Regions from separate parts of the Mus musculus genome. Here regions 2, 3, 4, 5, 6 and 7 are each linked to region 1. The links are chromatin contacts, called in public ChIA-PET, Hi-C, HiChIP or PLAC-seq and promoter capture Hi-C maps. All regions are on one chromosome and are shown on one strand. The core of a region is the stretch at or near the end of the contact, and the rest is flanking DNA. Distances in the headings are between cores, read along the strand shown. Region 1 holds the start of Rad18 (RAD18 E3 ubiquitin protein ligase). Region 2 holds the start of Srgap3 (SLIT-ROBO Rho GTPase activating protein 3). Region 3 holds the start of Cav3 (caveolin 3). Region 4 overlaps Srgap3 (SLIT-ROBO Rho GTPase activating protein 3). Region 5 overlaps Srgap3 (SLIT-ROBO Rho GTPase activating protein 3). Region 6 overlaps Srgap3 (SLIT-ROBO Rho GTPase activating protein 3). Region 7 has its middle 9.5 kb from the start of Gm35706.

Region 1 (3,339 bases), core at 243-2,742:
ACCTGCACTACTACATAAGGAGCCCGTCATAAAGCCAAACACAAACCAAAAAGTTGTCATTTACAGTCCATATGAAACATTACATAGCTATAAAAACCTGCTTGTGCTGGGCAGTGGTGGCACATGCCTTTAATCCCAGCACTTGGAAGGCAGAGGCATTGAGGTCTGTGAGTTCTAGGCTAGCCTGGTCTACAGAGCTAGTTCTGGGATAGGCAGGGATTCAACAAAGGAGGCCTGTCTCAAAAAACAACACACACACACAAAATAAAACAAACAATAATCAGTTGTGGAAGGGAAATGTTCAGGTTGTAATAGATGCATTGTTTGTAAGAACAGAAGGAAAAAGCCTGCACTCAGAGGACAGAGCTAGTTACGGGACAGCCAAGGATATCCAAAAAAACCCCTGTCTCAAAAAACAACAATTATAAAAGCAAAGAATAACCAACTGTCATAGGGAAACCGTCTAGGTTATAACAGATACAACGTAAGCCTGCTGCACTCAGCAGACAGAGGCAGGAGGGCTACCCAATCTTGGTAGAAAACAAACATCAAAACAAAAAACATCCACCGGATGGGCAGAGGTGGCACACATCTTTAATCCCAGCACTTGGGAGGCAGAGGCAGACAAGCAGATCTCGCTGAGTTCAAGGCCAGCCTGGTCCTACAAGAGCAAGGCTACACAAAGAAACCCTGTCTCAAAAACAATCAAACAAACAAACAACACATCCTACTAAATGTTATTTAAGGGAGATAATTCAGTATGCAATAATTCCTTAAAAGGAAAGGCTAAGCGCTGGGTCTAGGTCCTGGTCTCTCTTTTAAAAAGATGTGAGCCAGGGGCTACAGGGTATGACCTCGTCTCCTAAATTAATAAAATAAATAAAAGTTAAATAAAGAGAGATGCGTCATTATTGAGTCATGGAGGGCACATTAGGCAGGGAAGCCGGATGCAGTGTGTTAAGAACGTGGAGGACTTCTGGACCACAGCCAGAAATGGAAAACCATGATAAGCGGACCCTCTGCTATACTGCTTGATTATAAAATGTCATCCGATGCAACGTCCACACAAATCACGAGTGGTGTCACTGTTAACACAGGAGTCCTCGTAGGATGTGATGTCACCATCGTTGACACTACTTTACGGGGAGACGCGGTGATAGTGACAGAAACCCAAAACATCCGGTTCGTTAGGGCGGCGACCTAAGGCTGACTGCGCAGGGCCGCGGCGCGTTCCCGGACCGTCTCGGGGGTTGGAAACTGAGGACCGGCGTCGCGAGGCCAGGTTAGGGCCGAGGCGGCGGCGCGCGGACCGGGGTGCCTGTTCGCACCGACGACGTCCGCGCCCCGGCCTTCCCCCGACACTCACCTTCATCACCGCCAACCCCGGAGGCCATCGCGGCTCGGCCAGGACCTCCATGGCCGCACCTGATGAGACCGCCAGCTACCGGCCCGCCACGCAGCTCCTCTACTCGAAATTCCCCGCGCTACACCGTACGTCAGCTACGTGCGGCGCGCTCGCGGCGAGCGCACGGCATGCTGGGAGCTGTAGTTCTTGTGCGTTGGACGTTAGCGGCTTCGGAAGACCGAAGGGGAAAAAGTGAGACATTCCAGGGCGTAGCCTGGAGCGATGCAGGCGTTTGGACCTCTTGGATCCCGAGAGACAAGAAGATAAGTGAAAGATTAAAAGCAGCTTTAATCTGTCTTATAAAATGAATAAACAAAAGATTCCGGAAGGTGATTGAATATTAGGAAAAAGAAACCAAATGAAGCCTAAGCCTTGGTAGAGAGTTCAAGATCTAGGCTCAGGTCTTCCCTCTTCAGGTAGTAATCTCTGGTTGCTTTAGAGATCTGTCTTGCTCCTTGAAAATATCTAAAGTTACACTTCTGTCTCAACTCCTCTTTCTGTAAGCATCCACGAGAGCCACATAGAGCCTCTGTTCTTCAAAGGTAACCACGGCTAATATTGGCACTTAGTTCTCAGATAGTCCCCATGTATAAAAGGACCAGTGTTAGCAAAGAGTGTTATTAAATCAGTTTAACAGGAACCCACATTCTTTTTTATCAAATTACTCCATCTACTTGAGAGGCTCCTCACCCTCTTCCATCTCCCAGGTGACGCCTTATCTCCCGGACCTGTCTCCAGAAAGGTTCCTTTTAGGCTCATTTAACCAGAGCTCCATTATCTGGATGTGGAACGCTGACCAACACACAGCCAGCCTGGCTACTCAGTTCAGCACTCATCTTCTGCCTTCTGTGGGCCTCCGCTGTACTAGGTCTCAGGGGCCACAAGTTGGTCCAGATGACTCGCAAGACAGAATCCCGAAGCTTGCGGTATCACTGATACCCCGGTGGCCCACACATTCACCGATTCAACATGTATGTTTTGAAGACTTACAATGGACCAGGCATGTGAGCTCTCCTGGAAAGTAGGGGGAGAGATGTGGCTGTTACAGACACTTTACAGGTGTGAAGACTAAAACCCAGCAGGTTAGGAATTCATTCTTTTGAGTTTTTATCATAAAATAATCCCTGTAATCTGAGCCAATTAATTTTTCCTAGCCTACAGTCACAGATGAACTGTGCAACACCAACACAAACAACATTTAGGTGATAGTTTACTTATTACAGTAATAGCTAACACATATTAGACCACCTGTATTCAAAGCACTCCTGTGGCTTTGGGTTGTTTTGTTTTGTTTTGTTTTTGCATCATGCACTTACTTGGTTTACTCATTATTCAAAGGAAAGAAAAATGGGTAATTGGTGCAGAGCATTCTGCAGCTAAGTAGAAGCAGGGCTTGAACTCAGGATGTTGGGCTTTTGAGCATATAAACTACCACAGAATCGTCTCATAAGAGTCTGTCTGGTCAAGACAGTTCTTTCCGCATGCAGATACGGAACCCAGTGTCAGAACAGCAAGAGGATTCAGACACTGAATCTAGCAAGTCGGCAGCCAGGAGGTAAATGGCAGATTAGATGCAAGGTGGATTTGTACCAACCCATCAGGGGAGAGTACTCACATGAACTCTAGGTTGAGTTGGGTGCTGCTGGATAGTTCTGGGAACATCGGAGGGGCAGGTGGCAGATTAGATGCAAGGTGGATTTGTACCAACCCATCAGGGGAGAGTACTCACATGAACTCTAGGTTGAGTTGGGTGCTGCTGGATAGTTCTGGGAACATCGGAGGGGCAGGTTGCCGTGCAAAGATACGGCAATAACAAAAAAGCAAGTTTGCCATAGTTATTCCTTTAGGGTTCTCTTTGGATACTGGGCAATTAGGTTAACAAATGACTGGGGAGTGAAAGAGAAATGTGTGAGAAAAGAGGGAAGAATAGGGGA
Region 2 (3,339 bases), core at 443-2,942, 250 kb after region 1:
AAGAAGTATGGGTTCTATGCTACCAAAGCTGGAACCAGCACCCAAAGGGCATCTCACTCTCCTAGCAGGCAGACTTTCCCAGAACCACGGGAGCCAAGCGGCACCTACCAGTCCAAATCGTACACTGAGGTGTTGGCTTTTAACCAAAGCTGATGACCCGAAACACCGGTGTACAGAAGGACCAGGCTGCACGCTGGAAGATAATACATTTTCGGCACAGAACTCTCTCTTTATGCTTAAATGCCTGCATTAGTCTGGATCAATATGTCCCATAACAGTTAATCCATGGCAACTCAGACCAGGCAAGAAATGCTGACAAAGAAGGGCTACTTAAGGATGCGATGCACCCCCCCCACCCCCCCACCCCACCCCCACCCCCCGCAGCCCATACTCATGCATTTGAATTTCAGCCCAGAGAAGGCAGCAGAGGCAAAAACAACCACCCACAAAAGCCAAAAGAAGGGATGGGGAGAGCAGATCAAAAAATATATACATAAATAGCAAAGGGCTTTCTCGATGGGAGTGAGGGGGAGGAGGCCTTGACTGTCAAAATGGCCTTAGAGTGACATATCACTGCCAAGATGATGGAGTACCGGCGACACTCCTAAAGTCCCTTCCTCACACACCTGCAATGCAGAGATTTCTGCCCTTTCTGTAATTCACGCTCCCAGCCCAGGCACTATCTGCAGTGGGAGCCAGTCTGGACTTGTGCAGCCAGCACCCGGTCCTTCCTCCTTACAATAAGATTATTGCTGCATAGCAACTTCTCAAGAAGGCAGGGAGGCGAAGGAAGAGACAGCAGAGGGAGAGACAAGGGGACGGAGAGAAGGCAAAGTCCCTCGGCCCCACCACTCACCTTTTATTTGGGCTTCATATTCAGCAATGATCTCTTTGTCTTTCTTGAACTTAGTTTGAGATGACATCTTCCGACGTGGCAAAGAGAACTGACAGGCTGTTTGATCTATTTCTCCTTCTCTCTCCAAGTCCTCTCCCAAGCCTGGGTAATCACACAGCAATGGTCGATTTCACAGGTTTCAAGGGCTAATCTCTTTTACTTGGCTACAGAGCCCCGGGGTTGAAATCCTTCTTCTGGGAGGAAAATGCTCTCTGCTGGCAGGGAAATGGCTCTAGTGGCTTGCTCTGGTCAGCTCCTCTTGCAAAAGAAGTCACCCTGGGAGTACCATAACCTGCCCCAGATTTCCAGGATTTTTCTTCCAAAATAATAATAATAGCAGCCAAGAGCACACACAAACACACACACACACGTACACACACACACACAAACACATTCACGAGTGCACACACACGCTCACCCAGACACGCTTCCACGCAATTGTGCTGTGCACACACCCATCCACACCACAAGCGCGCGCATACACACACGCGCGCACACACACACACACACGCATACACACACACACCCTCACTCACACACACACACCCGCTTGCTCACTCATACACACACATCCACAAGAGGCGCGGCGCCTCCTGGGTCGTGTGGCCAGTCTCCGGTTCGCTTTGGAAGGCTCTGCTAAGGAAATGGTCAGGTTGCCAAAGGACCGGTCATCTCTCATCCTCCCTCCGGTCGATCGGCGCCTCGGGTCTGCTGGACGGTGAGGATCAAAACCAGGAGAGGGAGGTGGAAGTTTTCCCGGCTGTAGCGTTTTAGCTCCGCTGGACCCAGGGCTGGACTGCTCACCCTGCAGGGCTGGCTGAGCTCTCCCCCACCGCCCTCGTCACTAGACTCCGCCTCCCGGATTTTATAACAACTGACACATTGTAGCCTACAGGAGAGCTGAACTAGCTGCAAGCAAAAAGGGGAAGAAACGCTCACAAAAGGGAAGGCGGCAGGAGGGGGAAATCAGGTTGGGAAGGCCTGGGAGGCTCCTGCAAACTCGAGCTAGTAGTAGTTAGGCTGGAGATTTTCTAACAAACACAGAAAGATTCTTTTCTTTGCGTCGTGCTCAAACTAGCAACTATATGACGAGTTGTCACTCTGCCTGAGACTCTGGCAGAGTCTGATGCATGCAGGAGAGGCCACTATTTTTGAAAGAATTACTTGATAACAGGGACAGTGCCAGAGGTTTCAGCTTTGCAGAGAGATCTGGCAGACAGGGCTGCCTTCAGGCTCAGAGAAGGTGGGACAGCGCCATTCTGACTCCCTCGTCTTAGTTCCTTTACCAGTAAAATAAGCTCTCTTTGGAGACTCTTTAATGGACAATTTCAACAAATACATACAAAAAGCTTACTAAAGGGCCCACTGGCGTTATAAAGGCAAGAAGCACCATATGACAGTACAACAGAATTTAACTACACGCTGAATGATAGAATGGGTAAAAATGACAAGTGCTAAGAATTGAAAATATTACAGAGCGGGGGGATTCAAATGTAAAGAGCTTTTGGGAGATGGAGTATGAACAGAAACAGTTTGGCTCAGTACCTAGGTACACAGTAAGCTCCCTATAAATAGTAGCAACTATGGTAACCCCAGCATCCTAGGGGCTACATTATATATAAGTGGAAAATGACTTACCAGGGTGCCAGCATTCCAACCCAGACAACAAAACCCACCAGTAGTAAAGACTCAGTAGGAGTCTCCAGCATTTCATTAGAGAGTCCTAATTTCATTGGCATTTCAAATAGTTCAGTGTGGTAGGTCAAACTGGCATCAAGTACCATAGGATGCCTGATAATAAACTGTCATGAGAGTGTCTTGTCCCCCAAGAGTTCACTGAAAGAGACTTCCATAACTTTCTCAAACTAGGTACCACCTTCCACTTGTCCTTCTGGAATGGCCCAACATGTGATTTGGCTTGGGTTTAGAAATGAACAGGTTATCCGTACCAGCCTCTAAGGGCTCCCCAAGAGAGTATGCAGCTAGAACGGGTCTGGAGAGGTAGGTAAAGTGAGACAGGGTCCTCCCGCCTAGTGATCAGTGGGTGAGCACCAAGGGCTCAGTTGGGGAATGCACAGCAGCTGCCTGAGCAGTTCACCTGGTGAATCATAGGCTTATTATAGCTCTGGACACAGAAAGAGGAGGTTACAGAGTTCATAAGCAGATGCCACAGCCCACATCCTCCTGCCTCACCCTTCCCAGGGACATGTAGGCCCTCTGCTATGCAGAAGCCACAAGTGTCATTAGAGGAAGATATGCTCAGAGATTAACCTGCCTTAAGCCTAGATCCTCAGAGAAAAGTGGAGTTAGTGTCCTATGCCCTGGAATGTGAATATGCAGCTAACCAGATTCCTTCCTGTCTCTTCTAGGAGCCTGGAGCCAGGTGACTCTGACTGCTCTCTGTGGCCGCTGGGAGCAGGAACCCAGGAAACGGCCATTCTAGC
Region 3 (3,339 bases), core at 445-2,944, 240 kb before region 1:
AAGCTGGAACCAGAGCCATGTCAAGGTGCCAACATGGCACGGTCTGATACATCAAGAATGGAGCAACCCTACCCCACCCTTGCCATGGCTTCTTCTTCTTGTCTCATTCCAAGCCCAACACACACACACACTTGCAGGGGAAACCACAGACCTGCTCCAAGGCACAGGAGAGCAGAGCAAGGTCTTTGTCCCTTTGGTGTCACTGTGAATAAAGACAGCTTCCAGTAGAAAAGGTTAACTTTTGCTCACTGAATTCTGTTACACTTAAAACAACTGTTAGGGTGGAAGAGCCTGCTAAAATAACATGGACAAGGTAAAGGGGAGGCTTATAACTGGACCTACAACAAAGCTGGTCCCGCTGTCTTTCAAAGCCACCCTGAGGAGCATGTAAAAGACACTGATGTCCTTTCTCTAGTAAACTTCACAACTCTACAGGCATTTACACCTCTATACAGAGAGTCCTGGTTTCCCTGTAACAGGTTGGATTGTGGGTAAGAATGGCTAAGAAAGCCTCTCTCTGTTCTAGGAAAGGGACCACCTGGACCGCTCCAGAGGTAAGCAAGATAGGTTGAGATGGTAGAACAAGACTTACAAACCCAGGCACTAGAGACAGACTCTGCAGGATGCGTTCAGCCTTTCAGCACTTAGGGCGCTAAAAACAAACCTACACTACTTGGCGGCCCCACCTGTGCTGTGGTGTAAATTCTTCCTTCCAGGGCACAAAAAAGCAAGGTTGTCGTGGGTGTCAGGGTGAGAGGAATGCAGGAGAAAGCATCTCCACATCCATGACAAATCCATATCAGGGCAGAGCAGCTCACAGCACAGAAGACAGGAAACAGAGTCAGGAACCAGGACTAGATTTGCCCTTCAGAGACATGCGGCTCCCAGTGACCGACTTCCTCCTCTCGAGCCTGCATTCCACCCTCCAGCACCTCCAGATCCTCCACTCCAGTTGTGAATCCATCAGTGGCTTCATCTGCAGAAACACCCTCCCAGACAGCTCCAGAGGTGCGCTCTCCTAATCTCCTAGGTGTCTCAGTCCAGTTAACCTGACAGTCGAGATGAACTGGGAGTGGGAAGATGGCTCCATCTATAAAGTGCTTGCCGTGCAAACATGAAGACCTGTTTGCCAGGTGGGACTGCTGAGGTGGCTCAGCAAGTAAAGGTGCCTGCCACCAAGCCCCATGGCCTTAGTTTGATTTCCAAGATCTACGTGGCAGAAGGAGAAAACAGATTCCCTTGGGTTGTCCTCTGACCCCATGTATATGCTGTGTACTGCTCACTTGCACGCAAATAAATAAATAAATAAATAAATGTAATTTTAAAATGTTTACACACAGTGATTAACTACTACAGCAAACCCCTAATGTAAGGAGAATCTAGCAGACATTTCCAGTTCCAATAGAATCCTAACAAAGCCAGTCTCCTCTCCTCCAGGGTGGGAAGACTCTTGATGGTTATTTTCTGGTCCTTATAGTATCTCTAGTCACAGATAGGGTCATGGTGGCCCAGAGAAGAGACATGTGCCAAGGTCACTCAGGAGCTAGCAAGAGACAGAGCTGGGACCGAGCCCACCTCCCTTCTTGGGCAGCTGCTCCTGGGAGGAGCCTGAGTATGGAGTGGAGCAGAGCGGCAAATTCCAGGGACTCCAAGGGGTTTGCTCAGCCCGCCTCCACAGAGTACCGGGAAGGCCAGGCCCTGGTGGCTGGCAGGGAATGCCAGGTCTCCTCTCGCGTGAGGCCAATGTCCTGCACAGCCCCCTTTAAGGAGCGTTCTGCCATCCAGTCTTAATTTTAGCTTGGAGGCGTGCCACCAGCAGCTTTAACTAGAGGCCGGCTGAAGTTATGCAGGACAGCTGTCAGCCGGCATGCTGGGTGGGGCCTATTTAGCCGGCAGCGGCACCAGTCTGGAGACCCTAAGCTTGGTCTTTCTGCCCCCAGGACTATCAACGATACCAGCCACAAGGCTCTGATCGCCTCCTGAAGGAGCCCCAGCCTCACAATGATGACCGAAGAGCACACGGATCTGGAAGCTCGGATCATCAAGGACATTCACTGCAAGGAGATAGACTTGGTGAACCGCGACCCCAAGAACATCAATGAGGACATTGTGAAGGTAGGCTCGGTGCCCAAGTGGGACATCATGGTCCTCACACACTTGAAGTCAGCCTCCCCAAAATCCCCTGGATACTGTCTTCTTCAAACCCCAGCAAACAGGCAAAGTTGTACAGGCCTTAGCAAGGCAAGAAGAAAACTTTAACCACCTTCATAATGGTGTTAAGGGGAAGACACCAAAAATGCCATCTTACTAGTAGCTCCAAGTGCCTGCCCTTGGCTCTGGCCCCAGGCCCCAGAGGAGTCACTGGGAAGATACAGAACCTGGGCCAAGTGGTTGCTTTGCTTTGCCAGCAGCATTTAGGCTGTCTCCATAGTGGGCTTGGGGTTAATCTGAGGCCAGCTTCATCAGTGGCCCCTCCAAGAGACACTAGTTGCCCCACAGCAGTGCCTAGTATTTGTCTCTCAAGCAGAATGAGCCTTACAGGCCATCCTTCATGTTCCCTGCCTCCCTAGCTCCCTGCTTCAGCCAAGGCCTAGTAGCCAGGACTAGGCAAAGGCCTCTCAGCAGGCACCCAGAAAAGAATACTTAAGTGCCTTGGGTCCCCATGACTCAATCTCTGTCTAAACTAAATGCCAGAGGAACCCCATCAGAGCAAAGTCCCAGCCACCAGCTTCAGAGTCCCCAGAGTAGCTGGGCATCCAGGCTAGGTACTGGGACTCACAGGCCAGAGCTGCCTGTGGAACTACAGGTGCAGTGTGGCCCCGGAACAGTCACCCTGCGCACTGTCAAACCATCCACAGCACTGCAGTCACTCCTTCCAGCGGCTGAGCTCTGAATATAATTGTGAGGACTGTGCTCTCAGCATGACAGTCACTGTGGCTTAGTGTTACATGTGTAGTTTTTATAGGATTCCACTAGAGCCGTACCCGGCTTACAGAAAAGCTAGGCAGACATTATAGAGATGGCCAAAGTACCCACCTGCTGTGAAATTTAAAGTTTTCTAGCAGTTACTTAAAAAAAAGAAGAAATTGATTTTTATGAGGCCAACAAGATGGCTCAGTGAGAAATGATGCCCACTGCCAATTCTAATAACCCTGAGTTCTAGCCCAGAACCTATGTGATAGAAAGAAAACAGACTCCTACAAGGCCTCTGAATTCCACACATGCACCATAGCACATCATGTACACACACACACACACACACACACACACACACACACACACACACACATACACACACACACATACACACACACACATACACACACATACACATACACA
Region 4 (3,339 bases), core at 410-2,909, 230 kb after region 1:
TCTAAGAGATGAGGATATGGAGGATCCAAGGGGTGGCAAGACTCCCCAAGTCACACAGTTAGAAACTAGCAGATCTGGCCCACAGCCAACTGTCTTCACGTCACTATCAGCAATCATGCCCCGGACTGGGATGATTTGTTACCATGGTATGAATACAACTGAAACTCAGCAGGAAGTCCTACGTGTAATTTTGAATTTTGATCTTTCTCAAGGCTAGTGATGTGTCGTATGGCAATACTGTTTTTCAATGCTTGGCAGTGGCGCAAAGTCATGGCTCCCTGTTATCACTAGAGAAAACCAACATTCTGCAATGCAGAGACTTCTACATACCAGCATTCAGTAAATTCTATGAGGCACTAAGCATTCTGTTACAACACAGGCTTTGTGCTAGATAATTTTGACCAACTGTAGGCCGCCGTAGGTGTTCAGAACACATTTAAAGTAGGCGGGTCATGGCTGCAATGTTGGTTGGTTTAACTTACCATATTGTTTAACTTATTATGAGTTTATCAAGACACTGAGCCTCGGTGCCAAGCCTGCCTTCGTTGGCATCTTGCCACTCACACTAGATAGGCATGCTCACATCCTTACCCAAGCATCCAATTAAAATCCCAAGCAACACAAAGCTCTTTGGCAGGCTACTAGAGGCTTCACTTAGGTGAAGTATAATGCATCCAAGAATCTGCACTGCCAGACAGTGGTGGTGCATACCTGGGGCTTAAGACTAGCCTGATCTACAGAGAGAGGTCCAGGATAGCCAGGCTACACAGAGAAACCCTGTCTCAAAAAACTAAAAGATAATAATCAGCATGTGTCTAAGCAATTGTGAACCTGTCTAATGGGGCTTAAGCAACTGGTAAGGGAGAGATAAGAAAAACTGCAGGTTTGTGGTGTCACAAGAATGAAGATGAGTGTTTCCAAACCGAGCTTGAGCCTCTTTCCTAACAGCAGACCTACCCCAGGGACTCCACTGAATTTGCTCTAGTGGCCCAATTGCCCTTCAGGACAACAATCATCAGGGTCTTGAAGACAATAGAGCCCCTCACTAGGCCACAGACAAGGCTTCCAACTTTGTCAGGCAAATGGAATTTGGCCCACTTGTGGGAGACATGTTTTTACCACCAAAGTCTGGAGTGAAAGGCCGAGGAGGGCTTTTGTCTGAGGAGCCCTGGGAAGGCTTTGTCCAGCCCTCTGACAGACAAAGATTGAAACTGGGAAGTGTGGTGGGGGGCATTCCTGTCTCTTGGGAGATCTTTCTCCGGAGGGACCAGGATCTGCCTTTCACGAGCTCTTCTCATCTGCTCTCTCCTTCCTGGAAACTGCACAGGCATATGATTGGTTAGAGAGGGAGAGCGTCACTATCTCCTAACAAAACTGGCCAATTACATTTTCCATCCTGAAGTTCCTTCTTCGGTCCCTGCAATGTCATTTCTGCTGAGGACTCAGACTGATCTTTTAAATCCTTTTAAAGAAATACAAGGTTATGTTTTCTAGAAAACAATCTTAACATTTCATAGGATTGCACAGAATTCTTTGTGCTTCCTTTAGAGTTTTATTTTATTTGCCTTTGATAGCTAGTCCAGACCTTATTTTGAATGCCTCCTGTGTGGCAGCTCTAGATACAAGGATTCAAGAATGAATAAAGCCAGGCTCCTGTGTTCAGTGAGCTCACGGGGAGACAGACACATAAACAAGGCCAGTGTAGCAGCAACGTGTCCCGGGGAGGAACCAGACCAAAAAAAAAACAAAAAAAAAAAAAACAAAAAAAAAAAAACAAAAAAAAAACCAGAAACAATGAGCATCGTGTACTCTTCTGTAGAGTTCACTTCTCACAACCACATCATCTGAGCCTCACAACAACTACGATGTAGGGCAGACAGGCCTTTGTTCACAGCCAGAGGTGCCCGATGGAGAACGGAGATGTGGCTCGTCCGAAAGACAGACCAGGAATAGACTGCTAGTCCCTGGCTCTGGCTCACAGCACTTACATAGTCCCTGTCTTAAACCAGAGTTAAAAGATCTGGTGTGGGCTTTCCATTCCTATATCTATCTTATAGAATTCTGAAAAAGTGTATGGAAGGGAGGGAATATTCTCACTATGTGGGGAAATAACAGAGAAATACGATTAATCTCTGCCTTCGTTTTTACAGTATATAACGAAGCACTCAGTAAGATGATAATAACTCTGGCAGACCGTCCTTTCTTTCCCTTCACAGTTCACATGAAGGCTGAGCTTTCTTTTGGGCAGTTTTTTCACTCAATGTCTTGATCCTGGGAGAGGAACTCGATGTTAGAGCCCACATTTAGCATGCACTCACTCCTAGGTTTAATCCCCTGTGGTTCATAATAAATAAGTAATAGGTTACAAATAGATATTAAAGTCCTTATTCTGTGAAGCTTCTGTTTTAAAAAATGATATGCCCTTTTGGAAGTCCACCAAAATTGAAGACTATGAAGGTTTCTTTTCAAATCCCCTTTCCTACTATGTCCTGTCACTGATATCATGTCCGGCTCCCCCCATGCCTAGTCACCAGGATACGCCTCCTATCAATCAGGAAGAGTCATCAGGTCCTTTACATACACACCCAACTAGACAGACATACTTTTTATTTTTAACAGAATTATTAGTAATATACATGCTACAGGTGTTTTTCCTTCCTCATAACTTAATAGTCTATTTAATTATTACATTCCTATTTTCAAAAAGCACCCAGGGCTGAGGGTGTAGCTCAGTGGTAGAGCAGGATCTGTGAAGCTCTGAGTTCCAGTCCCAGCAAGGGGTGGGAGGCGCCTTTCCGCCCCAGGCACTTTAGGAGCTAAAGGCTACCATGCAGACTTGGTCAAGTGCAAGAACCACACTGCACACAACCAGTCCCCAAAATGGCACCAAGAAACCTCTATACAACAGTTATGAACTGTTAAGGTGGAGGACCCAAGTTCCCAAGGAATATGCATTTTGCCCAGAAGCACGAGAAGGGCCTGAAGAACATGCTAGCAAACAACGTGAAGGCACTGAATGCCAAGAAGAGGCCATCAGGGCCCCAGGGAAGCCTAAGGAGGCTCAGTCCCAGATACCAAAGGATCACAATCACAGGGTCCAACAATTTGCCGCTCTCACCACCCCAAGCTTGGGAAGGAGATATGTGGCTACATGGCCAAGGGCCGCAAGGCTCAAACCAAGGCTGAGGCTGCAGTTTGGTTCCCAGTGGTGCCCAGGCTCCTGAAAAGGCACCATAGTAAAAGCCTCCACCTGCCAGTGTGAAGACAGACAAATGGGCATGACCACCCCAACTCGGTATGCAGAGTTCGGCTGTTCTGTTCCAGACTAAGCAACCTGGG
Region 5 (3,339 bases), core at 282-2,781, 210 kb after region 1:
AATCCAGTGAGTGCGGTAGCTAATCCTTGCACAGGGAACCCTGGGCCTGTTCTCTAGGGACTGAGTGGGGTTCTGGAATGGGAGACTTTGGGTACAGGAACTGGGTAAGTTCCAGGTAGACCAGGACAAGCTGGTAATCTGTCCTCAAGGCGTCTGCGTTAGGTACCATCAGACCCGTTTTACCAGATAAAATCTCAGACCCAGAGACAGGGAGACAGAGGACTCTGACCGAGCCAACTCCAAGTTCCCTTCCAATAATCTAAACCCCTCATTTTTCATGTTTGTTACTGTTTCATATAACTTTGGCTCAAACGCTGACTTCCTTCTAACTAAGCCCAGGGATACCAACTAGGACTTCCTCTCATTCACCAAGTGGCGTCTGCCTGGGTCCTTATCTGTGGCGCTGGGCTCGGTTCTAGGCAGGAGTTTGCAGCACTTGGCATTGAGCTGCTGCTTCTGTGAAGTGCAGCTTGTTTTGTTTTGTTTTGTTTTGTTTTGTTTTGTTTTGTTTTGTTTTGTTTTGTTTTCGAGACAGGGTTTCTCTGTGTAGCCCTGGCTGTCCTGGAACTCACTTTGTAGACCAGGCTGGCCTCGAACTCAGAAATCTGCCTGCCTCTGCCTCCCAAGTGCTGGGATTAAAGGTGTGCGCCACCACCGCTCGGAGGCTAAATGCAGCTTTTTCAGAAGAAGATGTATTATCTATATTTGAGCTCTGCAAGAGGCTGTGGTGGGATAAATCTATAGTTAAGAGTTTACTATCATGAGGCAAATTAACATCCCTGTCACTTGAATATTTGCTTTTTTTGTGATAAGAGCAGCTAAAATTTATTCATTTAACCAAAATTCTTAATAGAATTCCTTTTTGGTGGGGAGCTCCTTATTGGGCCCCCTCCTGCTAATTACCCTGCCCACCTCAGCCTCGTCTGCCCTTCACGTCTCTTATTTTCTGTTCTCTGCCTGATGACCACACCTACCCACTTCCTGGTCACCGGTGTCTCAGTCTCTACTTTTGTACCGCTGGCTTTTGAAGAATTTCACAAGTGATTTGTAGGCTCTTTCTCTGTATTTTTCATTCTTTTATTTCATATACTTTTTTTATATATATTTTTCTTTCTGTATCTATCTCATTTCACTCAACATGATGTTCCTGGGTCCTTTTGTGTTGTGGCAAATGCAGGTCCCCCTGTGTGTATCTATACACAGATACGTGTTTACATGTGCCCAGACTGACTATGGAACAGTCCCAGTGAGGCCTCGGTAGGCTCCCAGGGGATGCCAGGTGCTGGGGTGGCACTGCACAGTTGGTCCAGGCTGGGGAGAAGGAAGGCATTCATTCTTCTGTTTTCATCTACGAGGACATTTTCCTCAGTGGGCAGACAGCAGTGTCCCAAGACCCAAGGAAAATCTTCAGCCTTGAAGGAATATTAGAGTTTAGGTCTTGAACATCACTCATGGGCTCTGGCTTGGTCCCCGGGAATGAGATACCAGAGGCAATGAAGTCTTTAAGCAATCAGACTGAGTGGAACAGGACCAAGAGGGGCATGCCCTAGAAAGAGATTAGGGAAGCATCCTCTCTGTCTGACTAACTCTTCATGTTGCTATGATAAAACACCCCAAGGAGAAAGGGCTACTTCTGGCAATTCCAGGTTACAGTCCACCATGGTGGGGAAGTCACAGCAGCAGGATGTAGAGGCAGCTAGTCACAGGGCAGTCAAGAAGCAGAGAGAGGGGAGTGCTGGTCCTCCGCTCACTTTCTTTATAAAAAGAAAGTCTGGAGTCTAAGCACAGGGAATGGTTCCACTCACAGTGGGTAGGTTGTCTTCCCTCTGTTAACCCAATCAAGATGATCTCCCACATGCATGTCCAGAGGCCTGTCTCCAAGGCAAGCCCAGGTTTTATCCGGTCAACAGATAAGATTATCTATCTATCTGTCTGTCTATCTATCTAACTATCTATCTCTTCTCCTGTGACCACAGACAACTATGCTACAATCTCACGGAGAGAGGAGGCAGGGCTAAGACTAGAAACCAGAGATCTGCCAGTCAGGCTCAAGCCAACCTTCTCACTGCAGAACCTTCCTGAGGATATTGGACCTTCTCCTAAGCCCTGATGTTGGAGAATATTGGCAGTTCACCCAATGCTTTTTGGCAAGGAGGATGATGGGAAAACAGGTGTGCTGTTGGGCAAATCTGACCCAAAGTTTCAGCTCAATGTTTACTGTAAAGCTTACAGCAAGGTACTTATATCTGTTCTGTGAGAAGGTAAGTGTACCTTGCCCACAGCCACCTTGAGGATAAGCTGAACAAACGGCACACAGTATGCCTTCAAATAGCACACAGTGTGCCTTCAGTTGACTGTCAGTGCTGTTACCAGCAAGGAGCAGGGAGGCAACAAATACACAGATACCATTCTCTGATTCCACTGTGTTTATGTGACACCAAAGCAAATAAAAGGGGAAAGAAAAAAAAGTTGGCAAAGGTGTCCCTGTCACCCAGATGCGTGTTGGTTGCAGCCATACAGCATTCCTCAGCTTTCTCCTCATCATTCTTTCACCTTCTCGGCTCCCCTGGGGATACTGCACATTGCTAAATGATACTGTAAGATATGACCAGGGTTCTTTTCCTGATGGAACTGAGGACTTTAAAGATGTCCAGCAGAATATCTGCACAGCGTAACTATGGTGAACAGGCTTGGAGGTGGATATGCTGTAGACTAAAGTTGGAATCGTACAGTGGGTCCTCTAAGGTTAGAACCAACTTCTTAGAACACATCTTTTCTTTCAAAAGCAAAACAAAGGCTAAACAAGCCCCATGGAAAATGAAGGAACAGTGCCTGCCAGAGGATGAGAGGGGTGCAGGTGCCACCAAGACTGTCACCTACGAGGCTGGGAAGCTTCAAACCTTCTTCCCAGCGCCACACTGGACAAGTCTGTGGACAGTCATAATTGTGCCAGGGGTAGCAGCAATTTGTCTTATACAAATTGCTACTGGAATTTCAAAGCTTTCTATCTGTTGATCTATAAAAGCCTTCAAAACCACTATTCAATAGATGCAAACATATTTGTCCAAAATAGCACAATGTATGCTATCGAGTAAAGAGCCATCAGTGGGTTTTGTCTGAAGATATGATCGTTAAGATACACTCTCTCTCCCCCAGACACTCATGCACGCTGAAATATATGTCCACCTAGAGATAAGTAAGCAACTGCTTGTAGCAGAATCACTCTAACAGAGCCAGGCTGGAAACACTCCAGATGTCCCCACACAAGTGCACAGATAATAAATAAAATAAGGCAGACCCTAAATTGGAATGTTATTCACCAGTGAAAAACTTACATGT
Region 6 (3,339 bases), core at 380-2,879, 170 kb after region 1:
TGCACTATACAGCACAGCAGAAACAGTAAGAGTGACTCACACTCTGCGGGGTGGAAGAGAAAATGAACTCCTGAAAACTGTCTTCGAACCTCCATATGCACGCCGGTAACACATGCACGCCTGCACTCACACATACACATCAAGCATGCACAGTAAACAAACAGATATTTAACATTAAATATGCTAAGATGATGCAAAAGGGGGAAATGGAATATTAAAATGCCCTTTAATTTTCACTAGGATGACTGCAAAGAATCTTCATTGCTGAAGGTCTTATGGACCAATTTGGGCCCAGTGTTTGGGAACCTGGGACCCATGTCTGCCTGTGGAGGCTGCTGACACAATTTTAAATCTGGAGAAACCCCTGTGCCCTCCCTTTTACTTGCAGACCATGGTGATAAAGCACCCAGGATAAACCAGTGAGGACAACGCTTCCAGGCCGGGGAAGTGGCCTGAAAACAGCTAACAGCAGGTCACACATGTGGCGCAATGGCTTTGGACACAGCAAAGGAGCAGGAGCCCCACAGCCCCAAAATCAATATGGCTGTCCTCATCATTCCAGGAGGCCCCGTCAAGACCCTGGGTGAGGAGAAAGGCCCTATGAGCCTTAGTTCTAAAGCTATACAGTAGGATCAATCAGAGTTTCTACCTCCTAATATACTGAGGCTTCAGATGAAAAATGTGTGTAAAAATGTCTGAACACTATTGTAACAGGCAGTCCCCGCAGTGATGGGTGGACAGGCTACACGAGCAGGCTGAGTTTCATCCCCAGATACTTATTTGATGAGCCACTGTGTGGTTTTTGAAAATGGGGCCCATCCTGCCTGGGCTTCCACTTCCACATAAAAGGAAGATGGAGACTTCCCTCTCTCCTTAGGTGGTTAAAATTAAGTGCATCTATATAGGTAAGGGCGCTCAAGGGTTCAGTAACACAGACAGCTTTGTGGGCATCATCTGCCCCAAGCCTCCATCTGACCAGGCTCCCTAAAGCAGACACCCTGTTGAGACAAGCTGGCCAGAGCTCTCATGCCAGGGGCCCAACTGTGTGAGCCAAACCCAGGGCAGACCCAGCCAAACCAATCAGCAGCCACAGGGGTACTCCCACCACCCAGCACCCTCTCCCAGGGGAGAGACCACTTCCGACTGGCCATTCTCCACGGCAGCTCAACCGGGGAAGATGAAGGAGAAGGAAATAAGATTGTTTGCCAGGCCTCCCTCAAAAACAAGCAGAGGGCGTAGGCCCCTCTGCTGGCCTAACATTTGCTGCACTTATGGTCTGCAGGGTAGGTATTTTGAAAATGTAGAGCCCGTTGGTTTTCCCCTTGGTCTTTTCCTGTGGCTCACCACTAAAGCCAGAGGGCTAAATTTAGGCCACTCAGCTGCCAGGCTCAGCTGGGTGGCTGCCATTATCAGAGGAAGAGTAGGGAGGTCAGGTGGGCCCATAGGAACAGGGATGAAGACCCTGAAGACCTTCCAGACGTAATGATCCTGGCCATCAGCCTGGCCTGACCTATACAGTAGTCGCGCCTTGGTGGCCCTGCCTGCCACAGGTAGTTTAACAGAGGCCTATGCACTGAGGACTGGGTGAGTCAAAGACCCTAGAATAGCACCAGTGAGACACATCAGCCGGAGACACTGACTATCACCATGGAAATCTTTGTCACTGTCACCACAAGCATAGACTCAGCTCACGTCTTTACATATGAGGAAGTTGGGGTTGACAGTTATGTTTCCACTGACACACACACACACACATTATTCAAGGCACTTTACAATGTACCATCATGGTGCCTTCCAAGTGATGTCTCCAACTTTCCCAGAAGCTTCGAGTATTTCTGTTTTACCATCACAGGCCTCATAGTTAGTAAATAACCCAGCAGGGTTTGAAACCTAGCAGGCCTTTTAAAGGGCCTGTACATTTAGACACTGTAATCTACCACATACATTAGGGACAACTGGTCACCCAGCAACTGCTGTTGTAGCTAAGCTTGGACCCTCAACTTCCAGGCTGTCACACTACTTGACCCTCATCCCTACACACGGAAAGAGCTTGTTTCTGCAGTCAGGAAAACAGAGGCAGCGTCCAGCCCCATCTGATGTCTGAGGAATTTGCACCGCCACGGTTCCCACTGAATACACACCTGCTATTCCAGGTGCTGGCTGCTCACTTTACACGTGGCATCCTTACAGAAACTCTCCCTTTCCCTGTCTCTGTGCCCGTGCTGGCCTGGCCTCCAGGCAAGTGAAGTTTCACAAACTCACTGGTTCTTGAGCCAGCAACACCTGTTATTTCCCACTGGAAATTCACAGACAAGCTGGCATTTGGACTATGGAAGCCCAAGCCTTGCTGGGTGGGGAGGATTCTGAGTCCCTGAGTCCTCTGGCAGTACTTAGCACTACGTTCAGAGGGACAGAAGGGCCTCCCCTTGGGAAGGGAAGGTCACACTATCTGACTTTGAGAAAATACCCATGCTTGGTAAGCCACTGTTGTCAGTCAGTTTTTCATTACTATAATAAAATATCAGAGAGAGTCGACTTAATAAAGGGAAGGTTATTTGGGCTCACAGTTTCAGTGCATGGTCACTTGGCCCTAGTTCAGGGCTTTAGAGGTGGCAAGACATCGTGATAGGGGCATGTGGTGGGAAAGGAAATTTGTTCAACATATTGTAATCAAGAAGCAAACGCAAGGACAGAAGGGTCCAGATCTCAGTCTGCTATTCATGAACATTCCCCCAGTGACCTGAAGACTTCCCATCAAGCCCCACGTCTGAAGGCTCCAACATCTTCCAATCACTCTACAAGCCTGTATGTGATACATGGGACTGTAGGAGACACTTCCAGGCCATTGTGGGGACCCACCATGATAGCCATTAGAACAGGCAGCTCCAGAGCCCTGCCCAGCTCCATGGATGCCAGGGGGAGTGAGCCCTTCTCCAACCCACCTCTACTCCTCACACCCTCCCTCCCTCAGCATCCCTGTGAGCTACAAAGGCCACCCAGTGAGTCGCTCCATCTTTCTGGTCCCCACAGCCTGTGCCCTTTCTGACCCACTTCTGTCTTCTGTTTGCCTCTTAGACGTTGCCCTTCCCAGAGTCCTGATCATATGGCTTCTCTTCCATAAGCCCATCTATGGCTGGCTCTTTTTTTAATCACATTTATTCATTTGGTTGGTTGGTTGGTTGGTTGGTTGGTTTGGAGGAGCATGCCATGGTTCACATGTGAAGACAAAGGAGAACTTTCAGGAGTCTCCTCCCACTAAGTGGGCCCAGGAGATGGAACTGAAGTCATTAGCCTTGGAGACAAGTACTTCTTACCCACTGAGCCATCTCTCCAGCCCTC
Region 7 (3,339 bases), core at 510-3,009, 140 kb before region 1:
ACGACGCTGAGGAATTTTTAAGGACCAAAAGTAGCCATGGATATGTCTAATGATACCTGGGGAATAATTCTAGGTGTGATTTTTGGTCACCTATATTTGACTTAAGTCAGATTCATAAACAACTCATGTGGCTTCCAGTGAAGCTATTACATGACAACGTTGCTGGTCTTCTCTAAGATCCAGCTGTGATGCAAGATCATTTCCACTGCCAAACGGCCTCTGGCCCTGAGATCACCGGGCAGAAGAATGGAGTTGAGAAAGCAACCTAGAGACAAATAAGGCCATACAAAGGAGTTGTTCTGAGAGAAGGCCCAAGAGCTGATGAAAAGAGACAGACCAGGCAGTCACTTGCAGAATCAAAACTTAGACCTGATGACGTATTCCCATCTTACACAGGAAGACCTCTCAACATGAGCCCAACTAGGTTTCAGTATCTCTATGGCCAGAGCTATCTGTGTCCAATTCTCCTTCCGGTTCTCTCAGCAACTGTGGTGCATCCCATTTATCCTTCTTCTTTCACATCAATGTACTTCCAGGATGTGTCAATTGGGTGGCTTCCCTTCTTGGTCTTTCCCTTTAATGGCTGCATCAGTTCCCAAAAGGCTCCACTGATCATGTAACCACTGTGGGAATACGATTTCACAGATGAAGAGCCACATTAGAAAGGTCTTGTTGGAACATGAAAACAATCATAGGCCCTTAGATCTCAAGCCCAGGGCATATTTGATGTAAATTGGTGGTAAGAAACTAGGATGAGAATAAGCATATGTACATATGAGAGGGATGTGAATAATGTGAACCAGAGGGTTTGCTTAAATAAACTGAAAGAAAAAATGGTTCCAGTCTTCCATTCCTCCTTCTGTCTAGACCAACTCTAAAGGTACATTGCAACATCTCCCATGGACAGCTGGAGTCTATCTCTCCATCCTCGACACTTGGTGGGCCTTGTGACACAGTATGACCATTGCATGCTCTCTCTTGCTGTCTCTGTCTGGATCCTAACATCAGTGTATGACTTTCCATTTTTGCTGCTCTAACAAAATGTATAAGGAACAAACACACTTCTCACAGTTGTAGCAGCTGGAAGTTCAAGCTGAAGGTTCAAGGTTGGTTTGGTCAGGGCCATTCTCTGCTTCTGAGATGGCAACTTTATGCTGTGTCCTCAGAGTGAAAGGAGGGAAGACCAGAAAAAGAAGCGCTCTCTGAAGCTTCTTTTATAAGGGCATTCATTCGTTCATTCATTCACTCATTCATGGATGAGAGGGACTTTCTCTTTAATGGCTGCATCACTTCCTAAAAGACCCCACTATAGTATATATAACTTGGGCATAAAATTTTACTATGAATCTTGCAAAATGACTTATTCAAACCACAGCACCATGTAAACAAGATCATTGGTCAATGGAAACCATGTGACCCTATGAGCTCCCCTGCTCCAGCTGAAATCTGGACAATTGTTATTCTTGAGAGAAAGATGGGGACCAACAAGTCCTCAGCCAGCCTTCCAGCATAAGCCAGGTCAATTGAGATCAACTGAATCTGCCCCAGATCAGCAGGGCCTCCCATTGGATCTTAACACAAAAGCTACCATAAGCCACTAAGATGGGCAGTGATTCCTTACACAGCAAAAGCTTGCTGATATGTTATTCTTCAGCCATTTCCCTTCTGTAATTCACATCACTTATCAGATCTGCTGGCTTTCCTTGACCTTGACCTGCTTCCTCTGTGCTTACCCCTGCTTCCTGTTCTAATCTTCTGCTTGTCTTCATTCTGTCCCTGAGTTCTGCTTCCTGTGGAAGAAAAAGACCTCGGCAGGGCAGTGACTAGGGTTGTCATGGCCTGGAAAACTGTAAGCACAATAGTGATAGAAAGAGCACTGGTGAGTGCGTGACATCCTAAGTTGGCAGACGTGGGAGAGATAGCCAACTTCTACACGTTACAAATGAGAAAAGGAAGATTCTAGTTTCTTCTCCTCTCTCCACTGACTGGAGCTTTCCAAATCATTAATAATATCATCTGACTCTCCTGACTAGATAAAAATGGACGTCCATGTCCTGAGGAGAACATTTTCATGGCTTTTCAAAGTGAATTAAGAGCTTCGTGGGCCTTGTTACTCCTATTCTGGCCTCCTTTCCCCTCCCCTCTTATCCCCAATCCTGTCTCTAAGCCCCAGTGATCATCCCCCAAAGTCTTCCTATTCCTCAAGTGCCCAGAGCTTCGCACAAGCCCTTCCCTCTTACCCTGGTAATGAGTTTCTGCATCAAATCTACATCCTCTATTGACCATTCAATGTCTCCCAGAAGCCCACTGGATCTGCCGGCTCTCTGGTACCTGCAGGTAGATCTTGCCCATCATGTCTATCACTCTGTCCTGGAGCCGCTTGTGTACACATCTCCCTTGCTCAGCCGTGCCCCACCCTAGGGCAGAGACAGCTTATCTCCATTCTTGAGTCTTCCAGGGCTGAGGATAATACCTGATGGATTCTTAAATGAATGTTTGGATAAGTGTGTGGGTGAGGGAACAGATGGCCTCCTGCTACTAACTGTCAAATGTGGATTCCTTCTTTCACGGTTTGAAACAAATTCTAAAGGGCCAGGAATGAGACTGGAACAGGCAGGAAGCCTATTTGAAAAACTATAAGAATTTTCTCCCCAAGGCATGGAAATCCATCCAACCATTTAAGCAGGAGAGTCAGATGAACTTATTGATGACTTAGAATGCTCCAAAAGTCAGAGTGGAGAGAGTACCTATGAGACAGGGCTGTACAGAGAGCAAAGACTGACTCCCTGGCTGCTGGCCCTGTCCTCGGTTCAGTTTCCACTGCAAAAAGGAATGCTCTTTATGGCTTCTTTCTTCATCCCCTGTTCTTGGCCAGCCAAGTCCAGACAATTACAAAATCACTTTTTGAAAATTGCTATGGAGCAAAGGACTAAATTCCTTTGTCCTTAGCCAACATGCCTTGCCTTGGGTGCCTGTGGGCAAGAGTAAAGCAAACTAACTTAAAGAGAGGTTGGCCACTTGTAGAATTCTGAGAAGAAAATGGGAGTTTCCTAAAAAACAGCAAGGGTACATTCAGCCAATGGACAGGTCGTGGATTGGGTTCTAGAGCAATAATGATAACAGTCATGTCCACTGTGCCACTGAAGACTCTGGCCCACTGAAGAAGCAAAGACATGTAAACAAGAAACTACAGAACCAAAACTATTAGGTGCCAGAATAAAGACCCAGTGACTAAGCCAACATGTTGTTAACATGATTGTGGACCAGTGCACTGTGCACTGAGGGATGCGTACATGAAATGTACAGTCCTCATTGGCAGGGAGACTGGCTATTGAAAAA

The links. Promoter capture Hi-C pulls out the DNA fragments that hold promoters and counts their contacts. A called contact is a pair of places that touch in the nucleus more often than the background predicts. ChIA-PET counts read pairs in DNA pulled down with a chosen protein or histone mark. HiChIP or PLAC-seq counts read pairs in DNA pulled down with a chosen protein or histone mark.
Region 2: a promoter capture Hi-C map of stem cell-derived epiblast-like cells shows a contact between it and region 1, with 7 times the contacts expected there. The contact joins the promoter of Srgap3 here to the promoter of Rad18 in region 1. A contact is called at or near these places in 23 of 39 promoter capture datasets (the 3T3-L1 cell line, 3T3-L1-derived adipocytes, the C10 cell line and 13 more), 1 of 15 datasets of contacts at CTCF or cohesin (embryonic stem cells), 47 of 484 Hi-C or Micro-C datasets (the C2C12 cell line, CD8 T cells, the CH12 cell line and 25 more), 30 of 115 datasets of contacts at active chromatin or transcription factors (the 230-238 cell line, DN3 thymocytes, the NIH/3T3 cell line and 17 more) and 5 of 9 other capture datasets (adipose tissue, embryonic stem cells, liver and 2 more).
Region 3: a contact with region 1 is called in a promoter capture Hi-C map of hippocampal neurons, with 4 times the contacts expected there. The contact joins the promoter of Cav3 here to the promoter of Rad18 in region 1. A contact is called at or near these places in 6 of 39 promoter capture datasets (3T3-L1-derived adipocytes, embryonic stem cells, frontonasal cranial neural crest and 3 more).
Region 4: an H3K4me3 HiChIP or PLAC-seq map of stem cell-derived neural progenitor cells shows a contact between it and region 1, with 4 times the contacts expected there. The contact joins the enhancer-like site here to the promoter of Rad18 in region 1. A contact is called at or near these places in 8 of 39 promoter capture datasets (the 3T3-L1 cell line, 3T3-L1-derived adipocytes, the C10 cell line and 5 more), 5 of 115 datasets of contacts at active chromatin or transcription factors (the NIH/3T3 cell line, embryonic midbrain, embryonic stem cells and 2 more) and 4 of 9 other capture datasets (adipose tissue, embryonic stem cells, liver and 1 more).
Region 5: an H3K4me3 HiChIP or PLAC-seq map of the 230-238 cell line shows a contact between it and region 1, with 5 times the contacts expected there. The contact joins the enhancer-like site here to the promoter of Rad18 in region 1. A contact is called at or near these places in 9 of 39 promoter capture datasets (the 3T3-L1 cell line, 3T3-L1-derived adipocytes, the HPC-7 cell line and 5 more), 5 of 115 datasets of contacts at active chromatin or transcription factors (the 230-238 cell line, bone marrow-derived macrophages, embryonic basal ganglia and 1 more) and 1 of 9 other capture datasets (liver).
Region 6: a contact with region 1 is called in an RNA polymerase II ChIA-PET map of memory CD8 T cells, with 36 read pairs. The contact joins the enhancer-like site here to the promoter of Rad18 in region 1. A contact is called at or near these places in 6 of 39 promoter capture datasets (the 3T3-L1 cell line, the C10 cell line, embryonic stem cells and 2 more), 4 of 484 Hi-C or Micro-C datasets (LSK cells, the MNK3 cell line, myocytes and 1 more) and 5 of 115 datasets of contacts at active chromatin or transcription factors (the 230-238 cell line, craniofacial prominence, double positive thymocytes and 2 more).
Region 7: a Hi-C map of the MNK3 cell line shows a contact between it and region 1, with 4 times the contacts expected there. The contact joins the enhancer-like site here to the promoter of Rad18 in region 1. A contact is called at or near these places in 3 of 39 promoter capture datasets (3T3-L1-derived adipocytes, HPC-7-derived erythroid cells and embryonic stem cells), 10 of 484 Hi-C or Micro-C datasets (the MNK3 cell line, cerebral cortex, embryonic stem cells and 2 more), 4 of 115 datasets of contacts at active chromatin or transcription factors (bone marrow-derived macrophages and embryonic stem cells) and 1 of 9 other capture datasets (pancreatic islet).

What each region holds. Positions count from the first base shown.
Region 1 is chr6:112,695,178-112,698,516 of GRCm38.p6, forward strand. Rad18 (RAD18 E3 ubiquitin protein ligase) reads right to left here and starts at 1,493. Exons shown (of 12, transcript NM_021385.2): 1 at 1,367-1,493. The coding sequence starts at 1,417. Gm35824 (a long non-coding RNA gene) reads left to right here and starts at 1,491. Exons shown (of 2, transcript XR_377964.4): 1 at 1,491-3,078; 2 at 3,193-3,310.
Region 2 is chr6:112,945,574-112,948,912 of GRCm38.p6, forward strand. It overlaps Srgap3 (SLIT-ROBO Rho GTPase activating protein 3), which reads right to left and starts at 1,693. Exons shown (of 22, transcript NM_080448.4): 1 at 857-1,693. The coding sequence starts at 923.
Region 3 is chr6:112,457,811-112,461,149 of GRCm38.p6, forward strand. It overlaps Cav3 (caveolin 3), which reads left to right and starts at 1,695. Exons shown (of 2, transcript NM_007617.3): 1 at 1,695-2,115. The coding sequence starts at 2,002. All of the region lies in intron 1 of LOC115490429 (a long non-coding RNA gene), which reads right to left.
Region 4 is chr6:112,928,947-112,932,285 of GRCm38.p6, forward strand. All of the region lies in intron 1 of Srgap3 (SLIT-ROBO Rho GTPase activating protein 3), which reads right to left. Among named protein-coding and RNA genes, the nearest start is that of Srgap3, 17 kb to the right of the region's middle. Within about 2 kb of position 1,660, at least 102 of the 459 cell types and tissues checked have an H3K27ac peak or open chromatin away from gene starts, as enhancers often do. A contact at or near this core is called in adipose tissue, second pharyngeal arch cranial neural crest and stem cell-derived neural progenitor cells, where this site is marked.
Region 5 is chr6:112,904,885-112,908,223 of GRCm38.p6, forward strand. The region is part of intron 1 of Srgap3 (SLIT-ROBO Rho GTPase activating protein 3); the gene reads right to left. Among named protein-coding and RNA genes, the nearest start is that of Srgap3, 41 kb to the right of the region's middle. Within about 2 kb of position 1,532, at least 8 of the 459 cell types and tissues checked have an H3K27ac peak or open chromatin away from gene starts, as enhancers often do. A contact at or near this core is called in the 230-238 cell line, where this site is marked.
Region 6 is chr6:112,860,437-112,863,775 of GRCm38.p6, forward strand. All of the region lies in intron 1 of Srgap3 (SLIT-ROBO Rho GTPase activating protein 3), which reads right to left. Among named protein-coding and RNA genes, the nearest start is that of Srgap3, 85 kb to the right of the region's middle. Within about 2 kb of position 1,630, at least 108 of the 459 cell types and tissues checked have an H3K27ac peak or open chromatin away from gene starts, as enhancers often do. A contact at or near this core is called in the 230-238 cell line, LSK cells, the MNK3 cell line and 4 more, where this site is marked.
Region 7 is chr6:112,554,077-112,557,415 of GRCm38.p6, forward strand. No RefSeq gene overlaps it. Among named protein-coding and RNA genes, the nearest start is that of Gm35706, 9.5 kb to the left of the region's middle. Within about 2 kb of position 1,760, at least 12 of the 459 cell types and tissues checked have an H3K27ac peak or open chromatin away from gene starts, as enhancers often do. A contact at or near this core is called in the MNK3 cell line, where this site is marked.